Regions from separate parts of the Mus musculus genome. Here region 1 is linked to region 2. A link is a contact called in public Hi-C data. All regions are on one chromosome and are shown on one strand. Each heading gives the region's core, a stretch centred on a gene start, on an enhancer-like site or on the middle of the called end of the contact. The rest is flanking DNA. Distances are from core to core; before and after follow the strand shown.

Evidence for each region. Hi-C and Micro-C count contacts between places; a contact is called where the count stands out from the background.
Region 1: a Hi-C map of liver shows a contact between it and region 2, with 2.0 times the contacts expected there. The contact joins two enhancer-like sites. A contact is called at or near these places in 3 of 15 datasets of contacts at CTCF or cohesin (CD8 T cells, the NIH/3T3 cell line and pro-B cells), 24 of 484 Hi-C or Micro-C datasets (3T3-L1-derived adipocytes, CD8 T cells, the HL-1 cell line and 18 more), 12 of 115 datasets of contacts at active chromatin or transcription factors (CD8 T cells, the SCID.adh cell line, T-cell acute lymphoblastic leukemia and 6 more) and 1 of 9 other capture datasets (embryonic stem cells).

What each region holds. Positions count from the first base shown.
Region 1 is chr17:87,564,994-87,568,946 of GRCm38.p6, reverse strand. The region is part of intron 1 of Gm46587 (a long non-coding RNA gene); the gene reads left to right. Among named protein-coding and RNA genes, the nearest start is that of Gm46587, 3.8 kb to the left of the region's middle. Within about 2 kb of position 1,851, at least 35 of the 459 cell types and tissues checked have an H3K27ac peak or open chromatin away from gene starts, as enhancers often do. A contact at or near this core is called in liver, where this site is marked.
Region 2 is chr17:87,476,765-87,480,815 of GRCm38.p6, reverse strand. No RefSeq gene overlaps it. Among named protein-coding and RNA genes, the nearest start is that of Gm30938, 4.2 kb to the right of the region's middle. Within about 2 kb of position 2,070, at least 32 of the 459 cell types and tissues checked have an H3K27ac peak or open chromatin away from gene starts, as enhancers often do. A contact at or near this core is called in liver, where this site is marked.

The DNA.
Region 1 (3,953 bases), core at 602-3,101, 88 kb before region 2:
CTGTTTAAAAACACATGCATGAGCAGTGGAATGTGTGTAGAGTCAGAGAAGCTTTTGAGGGCTGGTTCTCCACTGTGAGGTCTGGTATGGAGCTCAGACTCCTGTGGCAAGGACCTTTACCTACTGAGTCATCTTTCTGGCCTACCATTTTTGAGACAAGTTCTCCCACTGAACCCTGAGCTCACACTTTGATTAGGCAGGGTTACCACTGAGTCCCCAGGATCCAGCTGTCTTTACCTGTCAATGATGGGGTTATGGTATGGGCTAACACATCTGACTTTTGTTGGGGTGCTGGGGCTCCAAACTCAAATTCCCACACTTGCACAACAAGCGCTTTACCCCCCGAAGTGATCTCTCTAGTTCCCTATAAAATGTATTATTTTATGTGCACATCTGTATGCGTGCTCATGAGTACCACAGCACAGACGTGGATGTCAAAGGGTGACTTATGACTTTCAATTTCTGCCTTGTTTGTGACATAGGGTCTCTCTTATCTCAATACACTCTAGGTTAGCTGGCCCTTGAGCTGTAGGGGTGAGTCTCTTGAGCTGTAGGGGTGAGTCTCTTGAGCTACAGGGGTGAGTCTCTTGAGCTGCAGGGGTGAGTCTCTTGAGCTGCAGGGGTGAGTCTCTTGAGCTGCAGGGGTGAGTCTCTTGAGCTGCAGGGGTGAGTCTCTTGAGCTGCAGGGGTGAGTCTCTTGAGCTGTAGAGGTGAGTCTCTTGAGCTGTAAGGTTGAGTCTCTTGAGCTGTAGGGGTGAGTCTCTTGAGCTGTAGGGGTGAGTCTCTTGAGCTGCAGGGGTGAGTCTCTTGAGCTGCAGGGGTGAGTCTCTTGAGCTGCAGGGGTGAGTCTCTTGAGCTGCAGGGGCGAGTCTCTTGAGCTGCAGGGGTGAGTCTCTTGAGCTGTAGAGGTGAGTCTCTTGAGCTGTAAGGGTGAGTCTCTTGAGCTGTAGGGGTGAGTTTCCTGCCTCCCACTTTGCCAAGGACACGTTGCAAGGAAGTACAAAGTATGATACATTATACCTGGCTTGAGTCCTTTTTTTAATGACTGTTGCTTTAAGGTTTTTTTTTTTTTTTTTTGACATCAGTGTCACTTCTGCTAGTGATACCCAGGAAAGGTGGTGTTGTATTTCAGGATGTGTTGTGTTCGTTTCTCCTTTATGGTGGGAACATCTGAAGGGCAAAACTGGAATCTCAGGAAATAATAGTTTGTGTGTTATTATGTGCCACCTTGAGATCCTACCCTGTCCTCAGCACCTGTCACTGGGGCCAGGCAAAGGAGGCACACCATTGATGTCACTCTGTGATGACATGTCATCTGACCACAGACTTGGTGTACATTTTGTGAAGAGAGAACACAGCACAGGTGGTCAGAGCAGAGACTGCCCCACAGGACAACCATGAACCCCCCCCCCAACCCCTCTCTCGTTTCCTTCTACCAGCCTATTTGGCTATTTGGGGCTCTTATCTGTAAGGAGGCAATTTAATCCTCCTTCATGGAATCCAAAGTCATAAACCCATTCCCCAGGGAGCTTGGGTAATAAGAAAGAGCAAAGTTTAGTATTACGCTCAGATAAGAGGCTTGTTTGAACAAGATCACACACAAAGCCAGTCTGATCCTCGTACCCTTCACTCTTCAGTCCCCTCTCCCTCCCCCGCTTTGGCGTGTAAGATTGGAGAGTGTGCTCCATCTCCATCCCCGCCAGCACATTGCTCTCAAGGGTACGTGTGTCTGCTGCCACCCTCCCTCACCTCTATACCTGAAGTAAAACTGCACCGGCTCATTTGCATTTTGCTAGCAGAGCAAAGGTCCACCCACACGGTGGCTGGTTCCAGCGCCCTGGAGTTGCCTGACCTGAGTTAGAGAAGAAGCAACAGTAGCAACCTGGAAGTGTTCCCTCTGAGACTGTAGCCATGTAGAGTCTGGCAGGGAGCTGCCCTTTGTTCTGTTCCTGGCCCCACGCAAGGGGAGACACTCAAGGACAGAGGACAGACACGGCAGAGGAAAGGTGCATGACGATTCACAGTGGCTCCTTCCTCAGGACCACCAAAGTCGGCTTGCTTTGTTCGCACTGTGGGTGATGTGTTCAGCCCCCATGATAAAGGGCGGGGCCACGGGTCGTCATGATCTTTAAGTGACACAGAAAACTGTCCACCTAGTTCTCCTTCCCTCTGCAGATCTGTCAGGCAGAAGCAGTGTGGAAGTGATATTGCATTCACCTGGGAAAGTCAAATGAGGGTACGCCTTGCACCAGGCTGGCCTTCTCAGGCTGCAGTTTCCTGGGCTGTGGTGAGGACTGGGGTGTCATTGCCACTGAAGGTACAGGGGGCAAGGATTCCTGCCACCAGAAATCATGGCAGGACCTGGAGCTTCAAGCAGAAGGGCCAGCTCCCTGTCCTGGTTTACAGGATTCTAGGTCAGGGCCCAGCAAACCCTTCTCATGACACTTCTGGTACATTCCACAGCATCTGAAAGGGCTTTTGTCCCCACCTAGGGAGAACAAACAACAAAGGCTTGTTGTGGGGTGTAGGCTTGGAAGGGGAAACTTTTTGCCTGAGGAGTCTAGCTTTGCCCGTTGGCGGCTTTAGCACTGATGTAGTCAAACAACAGGATCAGGAGGAGGGCGGCTTCTGGGTTCCCACACATGTGGGCTGCTGTCACATGCCCAACACACACACACACACACACACACACACACACACACACACGCACGCACACACATACTTCAACCAAGTGTTCCTGCCCAGCTATTAGGACAGTCCTAGCAGCTATGGCTGGAAGGCTGTGGGAAGACAGTCAGTCAGCCCTTCAGGAGAGGGATCTTGCTTGTAACTTCATTTTCCCTGGGTGCAATATAGACCCAGAGTGAGCTACCACTTGCCATGGGTCACACCAAGCCTCACAGTACCTACCCATGAGCATGTGAGGCAGGTCTGAGGGTGTTGTTCAGGGATAGAACACTTGCTTAGCATGAAGCAAAGTCCTAAGTTTATTCCTGACACCTCAAATAAACACACACACAGCACACACACACAGAGACGTGCATCAGAGAGCTAGGAAGCACTGAAGAAAGATCTGTCTCGCAAGTCCATCCCGGGGTCCCTTCAAATTCATGCCAGTCGTGATCTCCAGGCCCCCATAGCAGCAAACTTACTGAGACATCCCTGAGGATGGGGGGAGGGAGGGTCTCCTCTGGTCCTTTGCTTCACTCTTCTCTTCCCCTTCTCTGGTAACTGCTGTGGATTTGGGTGTTGTCAGGTCTTTACACTTTGTCTGAGGCCATCTCAGTCACCAGGCCTGATGACCTATGGGACCCAAATGGTGGAAAGAGAGAACCAAATTCCCCTTATTATCCTCTGATCTCCACACACACACGGTGGGCATGCATGTACCCATCAACACTGTCTTAGTCATGGTTTCTATCGCTGTAATGAAACACCATGACCAAAAGCAACCTGAGGAGGGAAGGAGAGCTAAATGGTCTACCATCCAAGGAAGTTACAGAGAGCACTTGGGGCAGAAGCTGATGCAGAGCCCATGGAGGAGTCCTGCCTACTGGCTTGCTCTTCATGGCTTGCTCAGCCTGCTTTCTTATAGCACCTAGGACCATCAGTCCAGAGGTGACCTCACCCACAGTGGGCCCTCCCATATCAACCATCAATCAAGAAAATCACAACAGGTGTGTTCACAGGTCTATCCTATAGAGGCATTTTCTCGGTTTAGAGTCTTCTTTCCAAATGACCCTAGTTTGTGTCAAGTTGATATAAAAACCTAGCAAGTGCACACGCGCGCGCACACACACACACCACATAAACACACATGCAGGCAGACAGAGACACACACACATACAAATACACATGCAGATATATATACACACACAGTGAATAAAATGTAATTTACAACTTTTATGGAGATGGAAGGGTGGATCCGTGGTTTAGAGCCCTGGATACTTTAC
Region 2 (4,051 bases), core at 821-3,320:
ATTCTTTTCCTTTTTTTCTTTAAGTCAGCACAATTATTTTGAAGTTTGCCCCTGTTGCAGCGACATGTAATAATAGCTCATTCCAAATACTAAAAACGTGTCTCTCCGTTAACATTTGTATTGCTTACAATATTTGACCGTTACAAATAAGCTCACTATGAGCCTCCAAGTATGAGTCTTCCACACAGACATGTTCTCCCTTTCTTAGGAAGAGAGAAAATCTGGGTCATGTAGCTCAAATGTGTTCAACTTTATGAGAAATGGCCAGACTATTTAGCAAAGTGGTTGGACCTTTCTACGTCTCCAGCTATAGCATACAAGATGTTCAGTCACTCCCCAAATCTTTGATATAGAATTTAATTTTAGCCATTTTGGTAGGTTCACAGTAGCTTCTCATTAGCTTTTAATTTGCATTTTTTGTATCTAATGACTAGCTATGCAAAGGTCCTTTTGCGTGTCTATTTGCTGTCTTTGAACCCTACAGGAGATATTTGCCAAAAACTTTGGCTCAATTTTTAAAAACTGAGGTATTTTTCTTTTATTTTTAGTTTTGTTTATCATACTCATTCTTGTCGGGGTGTGTGCTCAGGTGTGTGTGCACATGTGTATGTCATGTGTGTGCCACCAATGCCACAGTGTGGGGGTAACGTAATGGTCAAAGGACAGCTCCTAGAGTAGTTCTCTTTTCCATGTGAGACCCCGTGGGCTCCGTGCATCCAGCTCGGATTGTAAAGCTTACATAGGAAATGCTTTACCCTCTGAGCCGTCCCACTAGATCAAAATTGGGTTACTTTTCTTATTGTTGAGTTGTAAGAACTCTTTATATATTCTAAGTTTTTTGTCAGTTTTCTAAGTTTTCTCATCTCTTTCACTTTTGAGTCTTTTGATGAACCAAGGTTTCCCTTTTTTTCTTTTCTTTTAAATTGAGGTGGGGTCTCTGCCTGTCCCTGACTGGCACAGAACTTTCTACACATACCAGACTGGCTTCAGAGTTGCAAAGAACCTTCTGCCCTTTTCTCCTGATGCTGAAATTACAAACATGAACCACTGTACCTGAAAGACTTACAGTTTGGGTGAAGTCTAATATGCTGAGGGGGTGGGGGTGTCCACAGTCATGCTTTTTTTCTTGGCAAATAACAGAACAAAAGATATTCTGGAATAGACATGTGCGTGTCTGTGTGTGTGTGTATGTAAAATATAGGTATCATAAATTCCACTATTTTAATATTTTGTTGTTGTTGTTTTGGGTTTTTGAGACAGAGTCTCTCTATGTAGACCTGGCTGTCCTGGAACTCACTCTGTAGACTAGCCTGGCCTCGAACTCAGAGATCCCCCCTGCCTCTGCCTCTGAAGTGCTACAGTTAAAGACATGCACCACCACCTCCCAGACTATTTTAAACATTTTTAAGTGTGTAGTTCAGTGGCATTAAGTATGGTATCATCATTACACTAAGAGTTTTCCCCCAAATTCAAGGAGGCTAATATTTTATCTTATGTTGTTTTCATAGTTTCAACATTTACAGATCAATTCTAATGAATCCTTCTGTTTAGGATGAGCAGTGGTTGAGGTTCATGTTGCACATAGTCAAACACTTCTTTGCCATTTGTTGACAGGATCCACCCCTTTCGACTGACCTGTCTTGATACTTTGAGCAAATATCTATTGGCTGGGATTTTTTTTTGCTTGCTTTCTGAGTTTACTTTTAGCTCCAACCTTCTGATTTCCGTATATTGTTTTCCTAGATAGATTCCCTTCCTCTCTCTCTACAGACCTAGCTTCCCCTCCCTACTGGCAGACAAAGTCCCAGAATTTGTTAGTTTGTTTTGGGCTTGAGGCCAGGGTCTCCCTCTGTAGCTCATACTGGCCTAGAAGTCTCTATGTAGTCCAGGCTGGCCTTGAACTCTCTATCCTCTTGCTCCAATGTCCTGAGGGGTGGGATAACAGAGGCGCATTAGCACGCCCGGCTTGCATTCAGATTCTACTGAAAGCCCTGTCTATCCCTTAGGCTGCATTTAGCCTTGCTCCAGCCTGGGCTCTGTGCCCAGCACCTGAGCCCATCTGCAGCTGGCAGTCTGATGCGATCAGAGGCCTGGAGGGAGAGAGCTGCATATGGTCCGCTCAACCCTTCCAGGGCAGGCTTCCCCAGCGTCTCACTCAGGAAACTCTGATCCTGGAGACCACAGAGCCAGCCCTTAACGCATTGGGAGCCCAGTTTTGAATTTCGTTAGCTCCAGGCATGAGATTCGACAGAAAAAATAATATTGGTGCATGAGAAAGCTGAACAAAACCACACCCAGCCTTGTGGACCAATATTCTTCCACATGGAGAGAAAAGCTTTTGTAGCATGGCTACTCAGGGGTAGCGCAACAAAGTCCAGGTATCCTGTGTGATTTAAGAACTGAGCAGGGCCAGCTCTATTTAATCATTGTGGATAATGGAGACAGCCTAGAAGGAGCCTCAGAGTGACTTCCTCATGCCATTTAGACTCCTCTCCTGTCTAGAAGTGGGCAAGCAGTCCCTGAGTTGTCTGGGTGTGTTGCTGTCCTTTGTACCTGTCAGAGTGGATAAAGAGACTATCACTCCTAGCTTAGGCAATAGAATCTGGGCTATTTTTCTAGCCGAGCCATCAGTCATAAGTCGGCTTTTGCCTTTGTAGGCCTACAGACTCAATCAGGAGTTAGACAGTCCCGGAGTCAGGAAGTTGTTCTGAGATTGTCTTGTCTGGCTAATTCAAGGTGACCTCGTTAACACTAACTTCTAACCAAGTTTCCTACCATTGTCAGAGGAAGCCAAACACCTTTTCCAGGAAATGCATGGGGGCTGCATCAAATGACAGAGTGCCAGGCTGGATGGGTGAGGAAGGGGTGGGTGGGGCGTGGACGAGCGCCGTCGTAACTCACCAGACACTCGGCCGTGGGTCGTGTTCTAGAAGAAAATAGACCGAGTGTCATCTCTTTCCCAGCTCCCTCTTGGGAACAGGAATAAATCAAAGAGGCTTATGCTGGAGCTTGCCTCTGACGTTCTCGGGCTCCGGGGACGTTCTTCTCTTCACAGGCTGTCACTTCCCCGACAATAAGATGCTGTAAGTAGCAGCTGGGAGAAAGCCTCCATTTCTCTGGGAGGTAATGAGGGAGAAATCTGACGGAAAGGCTGCTCGTGTTAAAGAATTGTTTTTCAAAATAAACATGGTTTTTAAAGTCTTGCTATGGAGGCCAGGATAGCCTTGGACAGGATACATCCTCAACTAATATGAATTGTAATGTAGACATCTGATATATGCAACTCCTAAAGGGGTTGCAACCCAGTTTGAGAACCACTGGGTTAGACGGTAAAGTTCCCAATTCCCATGTAAAGGTCAGGCATGGTACTGTGTACCTACAATCCCGGAGCTGGGGAGGTGAGTAGTCAGGCATGGTACTGTGCACCTACAATCCCGGAGCTGGGGAGGTGAGTAGTCAGGCATGGTACTGTGCACCTACAATCCCGGAGCTGGGGAGCTGAGTAGTCAGGCAAGGTACTGTGCACCTACAATCCCGGAGCTGGGGAGGTGAGTAGTCAGGCATGGTACTGTGCACCTACAATCCCGGAGCTGGGGAGGTGAGTAGTCAGGCATGGTACTGTGCACCTACAATCCCGGAGCTGGGGAGCTGAGTAGTCAGGCATGGTACTGTGCACCTACAATCCCGGAGCTGGGGAGCTGAGTAGTCAGGCATGGTACTGTGTACCTACAATCCCGGAGCTGGGGAGGTGGAGTAGAAGGATTCCAGGGCTTGCTGGGCAGCCGGTCTAATCAAATGGACATGATTCTCTGCTTCCATATGCATATGCATCAGTGTGTGTGTGTGTGTGTGTGTGTGTGTGTGTGTGTGTGTGTACCTGCACACAGATGTACCTGCACACACAGGCACACACACTCTAAACAAATTAGTGGTTTTGCTTGGTTGGTTTGGTTTTTGCAGGGTTTCTCTATGTAGCCCTGGCTGTCCTGGAACTCACTCTGTAGACCAGGCTGGCCTCGAACTCAGAGATCTGCCTGCCTCTGCCTCCTGA